3 separate regions of the Mus musculus genome follow, and all the other regions are linked to region 3. A link is a contact called in public HiChIP or PLAC-seq data. All regions are on one chromosome and are shown on one strand. Each heading gives the region's core, a stretch centred on a gene start, on an enhancer-like site or on the middle of the called end of the contact. The rest is flanking DNA. Distances are from core to core; before and after follow the strand shown.

What was found. HiChIP or PLAC-seq counts read pairs in DNA pulled down with a chosen protein or histone mark.
Region 1: an HNF4G HiChIP or PLAC-seq map of pancreatic cancer cells shows a contact between it and region 3. The contact joins two enhancer-like sites. A contact is called at or near these places in 13 of 39 promoter capture datasets (the 3T3-L1 cell line, 3T3-L1-derived adipocytes, the HPC-7 cell line and 10 more), 1 of 484 Hi-C or Micro-C datasets (the AML12 cell line) and 4 of 115 datasets of contacts at active chromatin or transcription factors (the NIH/3T3 cell line, SST interneurons, T-cell acute lymphoblastic leukemia and 1 more).
Region 2: an HNF4G HiChIP or PLAC-seq map of pancreatic cancer cells shows a contact between it and region 3. The contact joins two enhancer-like sites. A contact is called at or near these places in 3 of 39 promoter capture datasets (3T3-L1-derived adipocytes, the HPC-7 cell line and hippocampal neurons) and 2 of 115 datasets of contacts at active chromatin or transcription factors (embryonic stem cells and pancreatic cancer cells).

Annotation. Positions count from the first base shown.
Region 1 is chr1:183,678,751-183,683,070 of GRCm38.p6, forward strand. No RefSeq gene overlaps it. Among named protein-coding and RNA genes, the nearest start is that of Gm39724, 49 kb to the left of the region's middle. Within about 2 kb of position 1,366, at least 51 of the 459 cell types and tissues checked have an H3K27ac peak or open chromatin away from gene starts, as enhancers often do. A contact at or near this core is called in pancreatic cancer cells, where this site is marked.
Region 2 is chr1:184,350,163-184,354,458 of GRCm38.p6, forward strand. No RefSeq gene overlaps it. Among named protein-coding and RNA genes, the nearest start is that of Gm34177, 23 kb to the left of the region's middle. Within about 2 kb of position 1,284, at least 9 of the 459 cell types and tissues checked have an H3K27ac peak or open chromatin away from gene starts, as enhancers often do. A contact at or near this core is called in pancreatic cancer cells, where this site is marked.
Region 3 is chr1:184,013,659-184,018,111 of GRCm38.p6, forward strand. It overlaps Gm39725 (a long non-coding RNA gene), which reads left to right. Exons shown (of 3, transcript XR_865814.1): 2 at 1-76. Among named protein-coding and RNA genes, the nearest start is that of Gm39725, 2.6 kb to the left of the region's middle. Within about 2 kb of position 2,938, at least 52 of the 459 cell types and tissues checked have an H3K27ac peak or open chromatin away from gene starts, as enhancers often do. A contact at or near this core is called in pancreatic cancer cells, where this site is marked.

The sequences.
Region 1 (4,320 bases), core at 116-2,615, 340 kb before region 3:
ACCTCACTTGAGTTTTAAACTTTCCTTGAGGAATGGTGGGACAAGTGGATGCTCACAGTCAGCTATTGGATGGATCACAGGGCCCCCAATGGAGGAGCTAGAGAAAGTATCTAAGGAGCTAAAGAGATCTGCAACCCTGTAGGTGCAACAACATTATGAACTAACCAGTACCCCAGAGCTCTTGACTCTAGCTGCATATGTATCAAAAGATGGCCTAGTCGGCCATCACTGGAAAGAGAGGCCCATTGGACACACAAACTTTATATGCCCCAGTACAGGGGAATGCCAGGGCCAAAATATGGGAATGAGTGGGTAGGGAAGTGGGGGGGGGGGAGGGTATGGGGGACTTTTGGGATAGCATTGGAAATGTAATTGAGGAAAATACGTAATAAAAAAAAAAACCAAAAAAAAAAAAAAAAACCAAAAAAAACATCAACATGTCACAACCTAGAAGCACGTGGGAAGGGAGCCTGAAGGAGAAATTGCCTTGATCAGATTGGCCCGTGGGCATGTCTCTGGGGGGTTATCTTGATTGCTTTGGTTAGCAAAGTTTGGGAAGGAACACCCTAAGTGGAGGTGGCATCATTTATAGGCTGGACTGTACAAGTAAAGAAAGCTAGCTGAATAGAGCAAGCTGGCAGTGTGACTGTGTCTAGTTTTCCCTGGTCTTTGCCGTATATATGACATGACTGGCTATCTCAAGCTCCTGCCTCCCTAACTTCAATGATAAACAGTAACCTGAAGTTGTAAGACACAAATCTTCCCTATTTGTCAGGGTGCTTCATCCCAGTCACAGTGACAGTGAGACAGAGCTGTGTTTTAGGTCTCCTGAGTTTCCTATTTTTTCTTTTAGTGAACAAATAGTTTTTTTTTTTTTTTTTTTTGAGTGTTTGGTTTTGCCTCAATTTTCTTATTTTGAGGGAGGGAAAGGCGATGAAGGATGGGTAGTTGTACTATCACTCTATGAACACAAATGGAGGTTTATGCCCACACAGGAGAATGTTGGAGTCAGGGACCATTAAACTTTCTTCGGGCTCAGATGGGAATCCTGGAATATGTTTGAATATAAAACCGAAGCCAGTGAACTCCGAGGGGAGACATGATCCTGGGGTTGGGGCTGGAGACAGTTTGAACAGAGGGACAGTTTGAAGAGGCGAGTTTGCCTAAAATCTGTCATGAGAATTTAAGCCATGGATGATGGGAAATTGTGGAGAGAAGGATTGGTTGTTGTGTGAACTTATGCAATCAACGTGAGGGCGCGCACACTTCGTCTGGCTCCAGGCCAGCAGCTCTCTGAGGAGCACTGTCAGGATTAATCAGAGTTTGCATGGAAACTGCAAAACTGAGAAACCCCTGCGAGTGCCAAATGTTATCAGCTTGCATCACAGCTTAAGTATTTGGTGGTGTGGTGTGAGGAGGAGCCACTTGCAGGAAATCTTAACGTTTTTTCTAGCGCTCTCTCGCACCCAACTTCGTTTTGATTTCACTGGAGCTTGGTGACTCGGGATTCTTCCTGGCTGTCTTTCTACTTACCTCCTAAGCGTGACAATGCCTGTGCTACATTCCTGTGGTTTGTGTTCTTACTTGTAATTTCAAATTAAAGCTATTTTATACATGGGAAGAGTAAACAGAACTGCAGTGCAGGCCTCAGAAACGATCTTAACTGGGATTGACAGACAAAACTGTTTCCTTTAGAAGAGATCTGCTTTCCCACCTTACCCTCATGCAGTGTCCTGTAGAGAGTCTGGGGTTATAGAAACATCTGCACAAAAAGTGGTCCCATCCCAAAGTGCAGATTCCCTTCATGCCACCAACTTGCCATTGTTGTAACCCCCAAATTAATGATACTAGAGAGACTTGAGTGTGTGTACAGTTTGCCTCTGTGTTCCCTGCCACCACCACCACCATCCCACCCCTGCAGCAAGCCTACTCCTCCTTGGCCCCTCCCCTATTGTTAGAATGGCACTACCCATCAAACTCCCCCTAAATGAAGACATTTTGAGGGGACAGCTTGAGACATCCTCCCCGCCTTTTTGTCTCCAACACTCTTGATAAACAGCCGAACTCTTCAGGGTGCTTGTCCTTGAGACCTTAGAAAAATCACAAGCTCAAGGGAAATCAGAGGTCAGGTCAGAGACAGTTATGACTGGCTATGAAGTTAGTCCCTGAACAGACACCCATTAACCCCCTCCCACTTCTGTACCTTTCCACCAAATGATTACAGCCCTTTACTCCCCTTTTCTGTGAACATTCATAACTATACCGTATATAAACCCAGTGTTTTCTGAACTCAGGGTTGCTTGCCAGCATTCACTCAGTGAGTTCGAGGCAGGCAATCCGAGTTCCAATGTGGAACAATAAAAGACTCTTTTGGGAGTTGCAGTGGACTTTGCAATTCTTGGACTTGTCTGGGTTTCCCGTGGACTCCGGACACAATGCCATCGGTCCTGGTTTGAAAACCACTTTCTCCCAGCTGTAGTAGACACATGCAAAGCCAGGCCTAGGTGCTAGTGAGGCAAATGGAAGGTGGAAGATCTCTTTGTTCTAAGTGAAAGAGGATAGATGTATAATAGAAAGATAAAATGAAAATCAAGGCTCATCACAGAGTAATAGGGACTCCATTTTGGACTCCCAGGCGAAGGTCCGCTCTGTCACAGCAGCTTTGATAATGATGGATAATCTTTAGCACTGAAATGCTGTCAGTCATTGGCTATAGAGAAAAAGCTGTCTTCCTGCTGGTGTCTATTGTCCACTTCTGGAGAATGTATTAAGTGTCCTTTTTAAAAAATTTTTTTAAAATTTTAATTTTAATTTTTTTGCTTCTGTGTATATTCTATAGTCTTTCATTTGTTTATACTTTATGCTGGTGTGGTGGTTTGAATAGGTATGGCCCCCACAGACTCACGTGCTTGAATGCTTGGTTCATTTTTTTAATCGATTCTATGAATGCAAGCATTATTATTAATGTACCTTCTTCCATAGACATAAATCCCAACAGACCCCTGCCCCAACAAGGAAGTTGAAAAGTCAGAAATCCTGTGACATTGCATCTCTGCTTTGGTACCCAGAAGAGAGCTTGAGACTCTTCAAGGCTTCCAACGCTTCGGGGAGTCCAGGGTCATTCTGAGAGCACTCCTCGGAGTTCTTCTGCCTGGTGGTCCTTCTTGTTGTACAGTAGTGACGACAGCGTGTTATCCAACCCTTGTAGCCCTTCAAAAACTGCCTGTGCCTCATCTCTCTTTGACGCTGCTTGAAGAACCAGTAGCTGATGACTTCTTTGGGCAGTTTGAGTTCCTCAGCCAAGGCCTGCAGAATTGCCTCCTTAGGGAACCAGTCTATCTGGAAGTACTTTCTTAGCTTCTGGAACTGCTCATAGGTGAACATAGAGATTATTCTATTCACGCCAGACAGACTCTGAATTGTCTTCATCTCAGTTTCTTCCATCATCACGGCAGCTCATGTGAGTTCCCTCCTTCAAGGAGTGGCACTATTAGAAGGTGTGGCCTTGTTGGAGGAAGTGTGTCACTGTGGAGGCAGGCTTTGACATCTCCTATGCTCAAGCTATGCCCAGTGTGTCACATAGTCTCCTTCTGCTGCCTGCAGATCAAGATGTAGAACTCTCAGCTCCTTCTCCAGCACTGTTTCTGCCTAGATGGTGCCATGTTTCCTGCCATGAATGTAATGAAGTAAAGGTCAGAATCTATAAACCATCCCCAATTAAATGTTTTCTTTTATGAGTTGCTGTGGTCATGGTCACAGTAATGGAACCCTAACTAAGACAGCTGCCCTACGATTTCCCTGGATCCACTTTTCAATCACGTGTTTTCATATGTCCATGGTGTTGCTTTATCTGTCAACTGTACCACTTCGCTCCCCTGGGGAATATACAAAAATTATAATAAAATATTTATTTCTTTCTATAAAATTAAAGGGTTATAGAAACTATTTTCTGTCACCAATCAAAACAATCAAATTAAAACAAAAACAAGCAATAATTCAGAAAAAATAATCAAATTAAAACAATAAAAAGCAAATAATTCAGAATTTCAAGGGTGGGGAATTTACCTTGAGAATTTTTAAAGAAGACCACTTCTTTTGTATAATACTTAACTGTGAAGGTCTGCCTGGCTAAAAACTTCTATAACAAACAGATTTCTTTTAGTGAAAGATATTTTGGCCAAGATTCAGTACCAGTCAAGGCATCCACATCTGTATTGATCAGGCTCTGGCACAGCTTCTCAGGAGACAGCTGTATCAGACTCCTGTCAGCAAGTGCTTGTTGGTATCAGCAATAGTGTTGGGGTTTGTTGTCTGCATATG
Region 2 (4,296 bases), core at 34-2,533, 330 kb after region 3:
TGTTGTTGTTATCATCGTAATTGATTAACTAATTAATTAATTAATTAACACTGAGATCCAGTTTCATTACGTTGTTCCAGGTGACCTCTTTCTTATACCCGTGTGCCTCAGCCTCCCGAGCAACAGGAATTCCATGCACTGGAGAGCCCAGGTTACTTTAAATTTGTTTGCATGGACTTAATAATTCTCATGAAGTAAAAACTTTCAACAAATGAAGTTCTAAGACTATTTCGAATATTTCTTTCCCTAGTTGACTTATGGCTCGATGTGGGATATTTAGACAACTCTACAGAATAGGTAATCATATCACTGTGATACTAAAAACAAAACAACACTAAGAAATGGAAACAGACTCCCCTTCCTTCAGAATGCGAAGCTCTGAAGACCTGAGTTTCTCCAAGATTTCCACAAGGAACCTGAAGCTTTGGATTGGCAGTGCTCGCACCTGAGGTGACCTTCAGCAACACTCACTGTGTGATCAAGAAAAAAGAGCCTCCCTTAAAGCTTGCTCTGACAGCTACCTCCACCCCGACCTCCTTCCTGCAGTCCACTAGTTAACAGCTTCCTCTGAGGCTTCCCCTGGGAATCTGCCACCTCTCATAGGTGACTTGGAACAAACAACTCATAGAAGTCGATCCTCTCCAGGTGTCCTTGATGGTCTCCATCATGAGGTCCCCTCTAGACCTTGCTAGGTCCTTAATTGGTTCTTTAGAAATTGGATAGCATGGGAAGAGACATGGACACTAGCTTTCTCATCCTTCAAAGATGAGCAGGGAAGAGCAATGGGTCTCTGAGGGCAATTCAAAGGAGAAAGCTTACAAGTGTTTGTGGAGGATGTCATGAGTTTTATTGCATTTCCCCCTTTTGGTTATATTATTATTATTATCATTATTATTATTATTTCAAAGGAAATATACACACATGGGGAATCACAGGGTTGTGCTGCAAGAAATCATCCATCAAATAGTTTTCCCTTTATTTGTCTTCCCAGGGCAACATGGCTCCCCCGGGTATGTTTTGCTATAGATTATGTATACCATCCAAGTTGTTGAGAGATTCCTTAGGGACCCACTATTGTAAAGCAATATTCCAGGGAACATGGAAAGTACCAGTGCCCGTCCTGGCCTTTGGGTGGTCTCTAGCTCTGCTTCCAGTAGGAGTAATGGATATAGATTCTAGTACATTTCACAGAAATTGGACATTAACAAGGCCTAACCATTGGGAGGCAGGAGTCTTAGTAGTGACCCATCAGAGGCATGTGGCTGGGTCAATCTCTCACCCACAGGGAGTAATCACTAGTATTTTTTTTTAATCACATGACAGCTTGCTTTAAACTAATGGATGAGTAGCATTTAGAATCCTAACAGGAAGGTACTTGATACTACAATTTCCAAACTAACTTCTTTTAAGCAATGCAATATATTTACAAACACTAAAGAGTCAAATTATATTACAGAGTTCAAAAGAAAACTCTGTCTGTATCCCTGGGTAACTCAGGGATACAGGCAATTCTGTAGCCAGAAAAAAACAAAAACAAAAACAAAACAAAAAAAACCCCAAAAAACAAAACAAAAAAAAAACAATTTCCTGAAAATGCAGGGATCACTAAAGGATTTCATGCCATCCAGAACAGGGCAGCCTCTAACATCGACAGACGGAGAAAGAAAAGGAGTTCTGGCTCTTGTCTTCTTCTCTTGTAGCCCAGCAAAGGGCTGGCTTATCAAAAGGCAGCAGTCATATTGTCCCAGGCATATCTGCTGGAGGAAATGTGTGCCCAGGGCGTCGGCAGATTGTCAGGCTCCACAGCACAGTAAACCTCACTACTGTGACCAGGCTTGGCTGCAGCACCCTTGACTTCACCTCCATGTGGAGAGTACATTGTGGGTCTAACAAAACTATTCAGGCTACGCCCAGCATATCCTCAAATACACCTGAGCCCATGGGGAAGATTGGGTTCTTTTTTCCAATCCAAACAGGGTTTCATTTCTCCTTGTAAATGAGCTCATCTAACAAATGCTGTTGCATGTGGGGAGGACAGTCAAAAAGATTGCCAAATACACTCTCCTGGGAGTGGGGTTTTATGGACAGTAGCAAAGTATCAAGCCTCCGCTGCCCTTTCTCACATGTTGCTCGCTTGCACAGTGCCCCATTTTATAGGTACGGGAAGCACTTAAGGTGCTGTGGTAAATAGGTCTCTGTCCACGTGTCCTTTCTAGTCACACCCTTCATCTATTCACCTCTGGGCTGGGGTGTCTTCCTAGAAGCTGATTAATTTAGAAATCCTTAGCACTGTGGTCCAATTCAAACTGATGCGTTTGTCTGCTTTCGGACTCAGGATGACAGGCTGTCGTTTGCTCCTGACTGCATGCGTCAAGGCAAAGGAGAAAGCTCCACACAGCAGAGGTTCTCAGAATCCACCTATAATAGCTGATTCCAGGGCCAACAGGGGTCATTTCTAATAGATGGTGCAGAGCTCCTGGGGTAAAGATTGTATGTGAGTTCTGCTCCTTATAAAATAGAACTGGCCAACTCTACCTCAGCAGTGGAGGTGCACAGCTCTCTCAGATCTCTGAGCTTTTGCTCAGGAAAACTGAAGAAGAGGAGGTCCTTTTCTTTGACGGGTACTCTAGCTCCACCATTGTCTTTGGCTTGTGAATCATACAGTTCAGTTTATAGCTTTGCCTTCACAGAGCTGTGTTCAGTGGGAGGAAGGGCCCTCTGTCCTGAAGGTCACAGGACTCAGGATCTCTCATTCTTCCCAGCGTTCATTTCCCCCATGGGCTTCTGATAAGAGTTTCGAGAAGGCCAGCATTATCATACACGTTTCATTTCTAAGTGGCAAGGAATGGACAGATCCCTGAGTGAGCCACCTGAGTTTGTACATCCTCTGATCCACAGGTTGGATTTCCAACCTAGGACACCATCATAACAATTGACCCATGTTAGACCCATACACCTTTCAAAAGCACCAATATTTCTATCAAGATCTACAAGCATTGGTATGTTGGGGGAAGGGGTGTCTGGGGGGTTGCACCTTACGGGCATCCCCAATATCACAGTGCTCAGACTTTCAAAACCCAGTAGCTCCCTGGTTCATGGCAAAAGAATACTTATTTTTATGATGTTTACTTCATCTTAGATTCAAAGCTGTTTTTATAGTTTTCTCCAGTGACCAATCCCCCCCTCCCCCCCGCCCCACATCCCCAACCCTGACTCTTACAACCATGTTTTCTCCTAAAATCAGCCACCAAGTCTTACTTATCTTTATGTCTTCACCACCCAAACCAGTGTTTAGGAGCAAAGGAACAGCTAGGCTAACAAGAAAGGAAGGCCCCAATACAAACAGTGCTGGCTAGCCAAAAGGCATGAAAAGGCACTCTGGAAACACAAAGAGGAAACTAAGTTAGCCTTGGTACTGCCCACTGCAAGGCTCAATGAGGAGGAAGACTTTAGCTCCAGGCCTTTCGTTGATGGGAAGGCGTTCCTGAGACAGGAGAGAACAGACACTTTAGCAGGGCTCTGCTGAAGAGATTTAGTCTTGCATGTGGCCCTGTCTCCCTTGAATGAGCAGTGGAACAGGGTGCCTAGAACAGCAGAGCCCAAATGGAAGGTATAGAAGATCACAGCCCAGAGAGGCATTACTCAAGCAAGCTACCTGTGAATTTAATTAACTACGATAATATAAATTCTTTTAATTGACCTCATCATAATTAAGCAATCAAGGTAAGGGTGAAAGTGCAGGCAGGGACTTGGCAGATGTGTGGGCATGGTCTCCTCTGGTCCCCCATCTCCTGGGCAGCCCAGACCTTACAGGAGCTGGCCCCCGCCCCAGGGCCACCTGCTGGCCTGTCACACCTGGTGCAAATTCCTGGAGCAGCCTGCAGCCACACCTCAAGGGCAGGCAGGCCTCTAAGGTGCAGTACCTTTAGGGATCCCCAAGGCCTCCTCAATCAATGATCCCCCCCATGGGGGTGCTTTTACGAGAGTTGGATTATGGGGATTTGGTAAGATGTCGATTAAGCAGCACTTCAAAGAGTGGCTGCAGCCGCACCTGCACCATTTATGAAGGTCTATTAATAGAAAGCACAGAGTCTAGCACTAATCCCGGGCTCATAGAAAATCCATGATTTACGCCTTAGGGCCCAAAAGGCACTGAGGATTTCAGTCCACCCGCTACCTAGAGGCAGGGTGTGACAGCCCTCACATCTGGCCAAGGGTGAGCTATGTCACTGGGCTGTGAGTGACCATTCTAGCCCTGACAGTAAATAGAAAATGATTCTTGAGGCCTTCCTAGAA
Region 3 (4,453 bases), core at 1,688-4,187:
TGAGGAAGTTTCTAGACTGTTTTGACCAACCTTAACTGTGGGCAGCATCACGTCCGTGGCTGAGGTCCTGGAGAAGGTGAGTGGCACACCAGCGTTCATCTCGTTGCTTCTTGACTGAGAATGTAGCATGAGCAGCTGCCTCATGCTGCTGCTCTGACTTCCCCACCATGATGGACTGGACCCCCAAATCATAAAACAAGATAATCCCTTCTTTCATGGAGTTGCCTTTTGGCAGGTGTCTTGTCATAGACATGAGAAAAATATCTAATGTAAATCATTGGGACCATGGGAGCTGGTGAGATGGCTCAGCAGTTAAGAGCACTGACTGCTCTTCAGTAGGTCCTGAGTTCAAATCTCAACAACCACATGGTGGCTCACAACCATCTGTAACAAGATCTGATGCCCTCTTCTGGAGCTGTCTGAAGACAGCTACAGTGTACTTACAGATAATAAATAAATAAATCTTAAAAAAAGAAAAAAAAAGTCATCGGGACCAGCATCTTACTGCTACCAAGTAATCTTGCATGGTGTGTAAAAGACAAACAGCCATGGGAGGAAGGAACTTTCTCATTGTGGGCTGAGTGTTTGGAGTTCATCAGAAGGAGGTGGGCAAACCCCAGCTGCCTTGACCGACTGCCTTTGCCAGTCAAATCAGGAAGAGGTGGTTTGCAGCTATGCAGCTGTGTTCTCTTAGGCAAGAGAAGCATCTCTGTAGCCACCAAGTGTGGCAAAGATGAGCCACGGCCAGGAATTCCCTTCCTGAAATAACAATTAAGAACTTTTGCTTTGTTTTGTTTTGATTTTGTTTTGTTTTGTTTTGTTTTGTTGTGTTTTGTTTTGTTTTGTTTTGTTTTGTTTTTGAGATGGGTCTCACTATGAAGCCCTGGCAAGCTTAGAACTTTCAACGTGGATCAGGCTGGCCTGAAACTCATAGAGAGCTGCTGCCTCTTCCTCCTGAGTGCTGGGGTTAACAGTAGACAATCATGCCTAGCAAAAATCCAGTTTTATAGCCATCAGATACTTATAGTGCACCCCTTTGGTCCCAGACTCTCCCGTAAGTGTTGTATCAGGCCTTTGGGGTTGAAGACAATAGACAAACAGCCTTGCCCTTGTGGAAGTTTAAGGTGTGCAAAGTGAATCACTGAGCAAGCAAAAACAAGCCAGATGGTGCCACTCAGAGGGTAAGCCCAGGCAGAGTTCCCTTAAGAATTACTCATGAGGTCGACTGGAATATGCCTCCTTGCCTCACAGTATGAGATATTCATTCTGGGGTCCTTTAAAATACACACCATGGATCCTTGAGTGCATGCAGCTTGGGACCTCAATAATCAAGTGTCTGGTAGAGAGCAAGGTGTTCTACTGGCCTCGTTCTGTGACTGACAACTTCCACAGGCATTTTGATAGTGAGGTTATTTCAAATAGAAATCACACAGCAAGAAACAAAAGCCAGAAATTGGCATCTCTGGCATTAATGTGTAAATAGCCTTTCTCGTGCCCTTGCAAGGTATCTTACTTCCTTAAGTTTCCTTTGCCTTTCTTGGAAAAAGAGCAGGCCATCACTGTAGGCAATTTCCAAGTTCTCTTTCTCTTGACATAGTCATTCTGTTGGGTCTCAGGGAGAAACTACTAGGAGAGGTTGGGTTAGAGATTGGAAGGGGGTTAAGTGCATGACAGTTGCAGGGACAAAGCTGTTAAATCATTCAGGCTTCTTGGCTCTGCAGGGATAATCTCTATATACTGTGTGGAAGTATAACCTGTCAATAACATGCCTATGGCCTATAGGAGAGAGGAGACTAGAAAGCAGGACATCCAGCAAGGAGCAAAGAACTGTGGGAAAGAGTCTAGCATAGGCGATTCCCCACCCAGAGGAAGTTGGATGTACGAAACTCAGGAGAGGTAGCTAGCCATGCGGCAGGCAAAGAATAGTACAAACAGGTTAGTCGAAGTTAGGAGCTAGTTGGGGAGACAGCCTAGCTTATGCCTAGGAATTTAATAAACAATATAGCCTCCGAGTAGTTATTGGGGAACTGGGTCACGGGAGGAAAAACCTGTAGTTACACATCTCTCTCAGGGAGTCCAGACTCCGGCATCATTTATTTCCTGGAGAGCTCATTTGTCCAGTTGCCGTGATCTAGTGACATTAGTGGCCTCTCAACAAGCTGTGAATGAGGAGAAACCACACATACACACACACACACACACACACACACACACACACACGCGCGCGCGGCCTCTGGAAATTATGGTGCTCTTCACAATGGGATTTTCCCGAAGCCTCAGGTTTACATCTGTGAATATCAGCGTTTCAGTTTTTAACCTGTATTTCACCAGTGTCAACAGACGGGATACCTCTTCCCGTTCCTGTTCCTTTTATGCTGATCTACGGGACCCTATGCTCGCTCCCCTGTATATTCTTTGCTCTGTGACCCGCTCTCTCGTTCAGTAATGCTTTTTTTTTTTTTTTTTTTTTTTTTTTTTTTTTTACTCTGTGTAATCTTACACATCAATTCCTAATAAAAGTCTTGAAGACAACTCTATGACTTTGGCTTATATCACCTAAGCTTTGGGGGAGTTTGTTTCGTTTTTTTTTTTTTTTTTTTTAAATTGAAGTGGTAGGACTGGAAGGGTGAGCTTCATGTAGCTATCAGATTTGAAAACCTGAGTTTAGAATATCAAAAACTTCTAAACTGAGGCGTGGGCAGCTGCAGTTAACCCTCCATTTCCAAAAGGGAGGCCGTGGATAATGAGGGCTAGCTCTGAGGTTGAACTCAGATGTTGACAAACTAGGAGAGGTTCTTGTTCTGTGGAATGTGAAAGATCACCTTTTCCCTTGAACTTCCTGCTTTCTTATCTGCAGAATGCAGCTGGGAGAATACACCCAGGCATTGTTGTGAAGATCTAAAGGGCTTTAGTCAGAGTCATCTGTGAGTCTCTCATCTGCTAAACCCTAAGCCAGCTAAAGGCAGGAAATTCTATACCCTCGGATGATACCATATTATACAACTAGCAAGACATCCACCAATCAGACTGCACCTTGGCCTAATCAAAGTAAACACTCTGAAGAGCCAAAGTGGTCCCAGCAGACTATTCATGCCCACAGGCCTCTTCCAAAGGAACCAGTGGGCCTTCTCTCGCACGCACAGATACCTACAGTGAATTTAAAACACTGTTTGATGAACCAGGGAGATGCCTCACTGGGAAAAGTACAAACGGGAGGACCTAAGAACCTGTCTAAGGCTGGACAAAGCATCTGTAGTCTAGACTTTCCCACAGAGAGGTGGAAGATGGAGACAGGAGAACCTCTGGAAGTTCCTTGGCAAATTAGCTTGGCATGTGCTGATCAATGGTACACAACAAAGAGACTCTGTGTTAAGGTGGACCCCAAAGACTGACACTTGGGGGTTTTTTTGGTTTTTTTTTTGTTTTTGTTTTTGTTTTTTGGTTTTTCAAGACAGGGGGTTTCTCTGTGTAGCTCTGGCTGTCCTGGAACTCACTCTGTAGACCAGGCTGGCCTCGAACTCAGAAATCCGCCTGCCTCTGCCTCCAGAGTGCTGGGATTAAAGGCGTGTGCCACCACGCCCGGCTTTGTTTTGTTTTTTGTTTTCTGATTACACACACACACACACACACACACACACACACACACACTCTCTCTCTCACTCATATATCTGCTTTGTAAAGTTTTACTTCATCCACATTTTCAATTACAGAAGCAGTCCCACTGTAGAGTAAGTGTTATCTCCTTTCCCTAAGTTTTCTTGGGGCCATGTGATCCAACCTTGCCCTACTTGACTCCATAGCCAAATACCTTTTATTTTTCAGAGCTCAGTCCCACGTGCTGGTCCCAGAACACTCACAGCCTCTTTTATTTTATTTATTTATTTTTTTTGCCTGAGTTACAGATTCATTAACCCAGACTTTTTAAAAAATGTTATTATTAGAACTTTAATCACCCATGTCCTCCTTTCAAGTTCTTGCTAAAATTAATTTCTGGCAATAATAATTATGTCAGTCAGGGGCCAGCCAAATATACCCGTGGCCCCTGGGCCAAATCAAGATGGGAGTTTCCAGCCATAATCTATTTTTTGGCTCATAATGGTTGTGCCACTTTGCCCACCTGCTCCCTTCTCTCTGTCCCGCAGCAGGTGAAGTATTAGATGGGCCAACTCATCTGCTGTGGCTAGACTCTGTAAATTATATCTTAGTGAACTCAGAGACAACAATGAGATAGTAAATAAATCAGGTCTAAGTCAAGGGCAGACATCAAAATGGCAATGGTTTGGCAGGCATGAGGGGTGCTAATGGTAAAGCTGGAAGAGAGAGAAACCAGGGAAACTTTACAAGGAGCTGACAAGAGTCTATGGAGAATGGGTAGGACTCTTATTTTGAAAGATGTTCTCAGCCACTATTGTTTTCAATGTACTCTAGGAGAGGATTGGAGAACACACAAAAT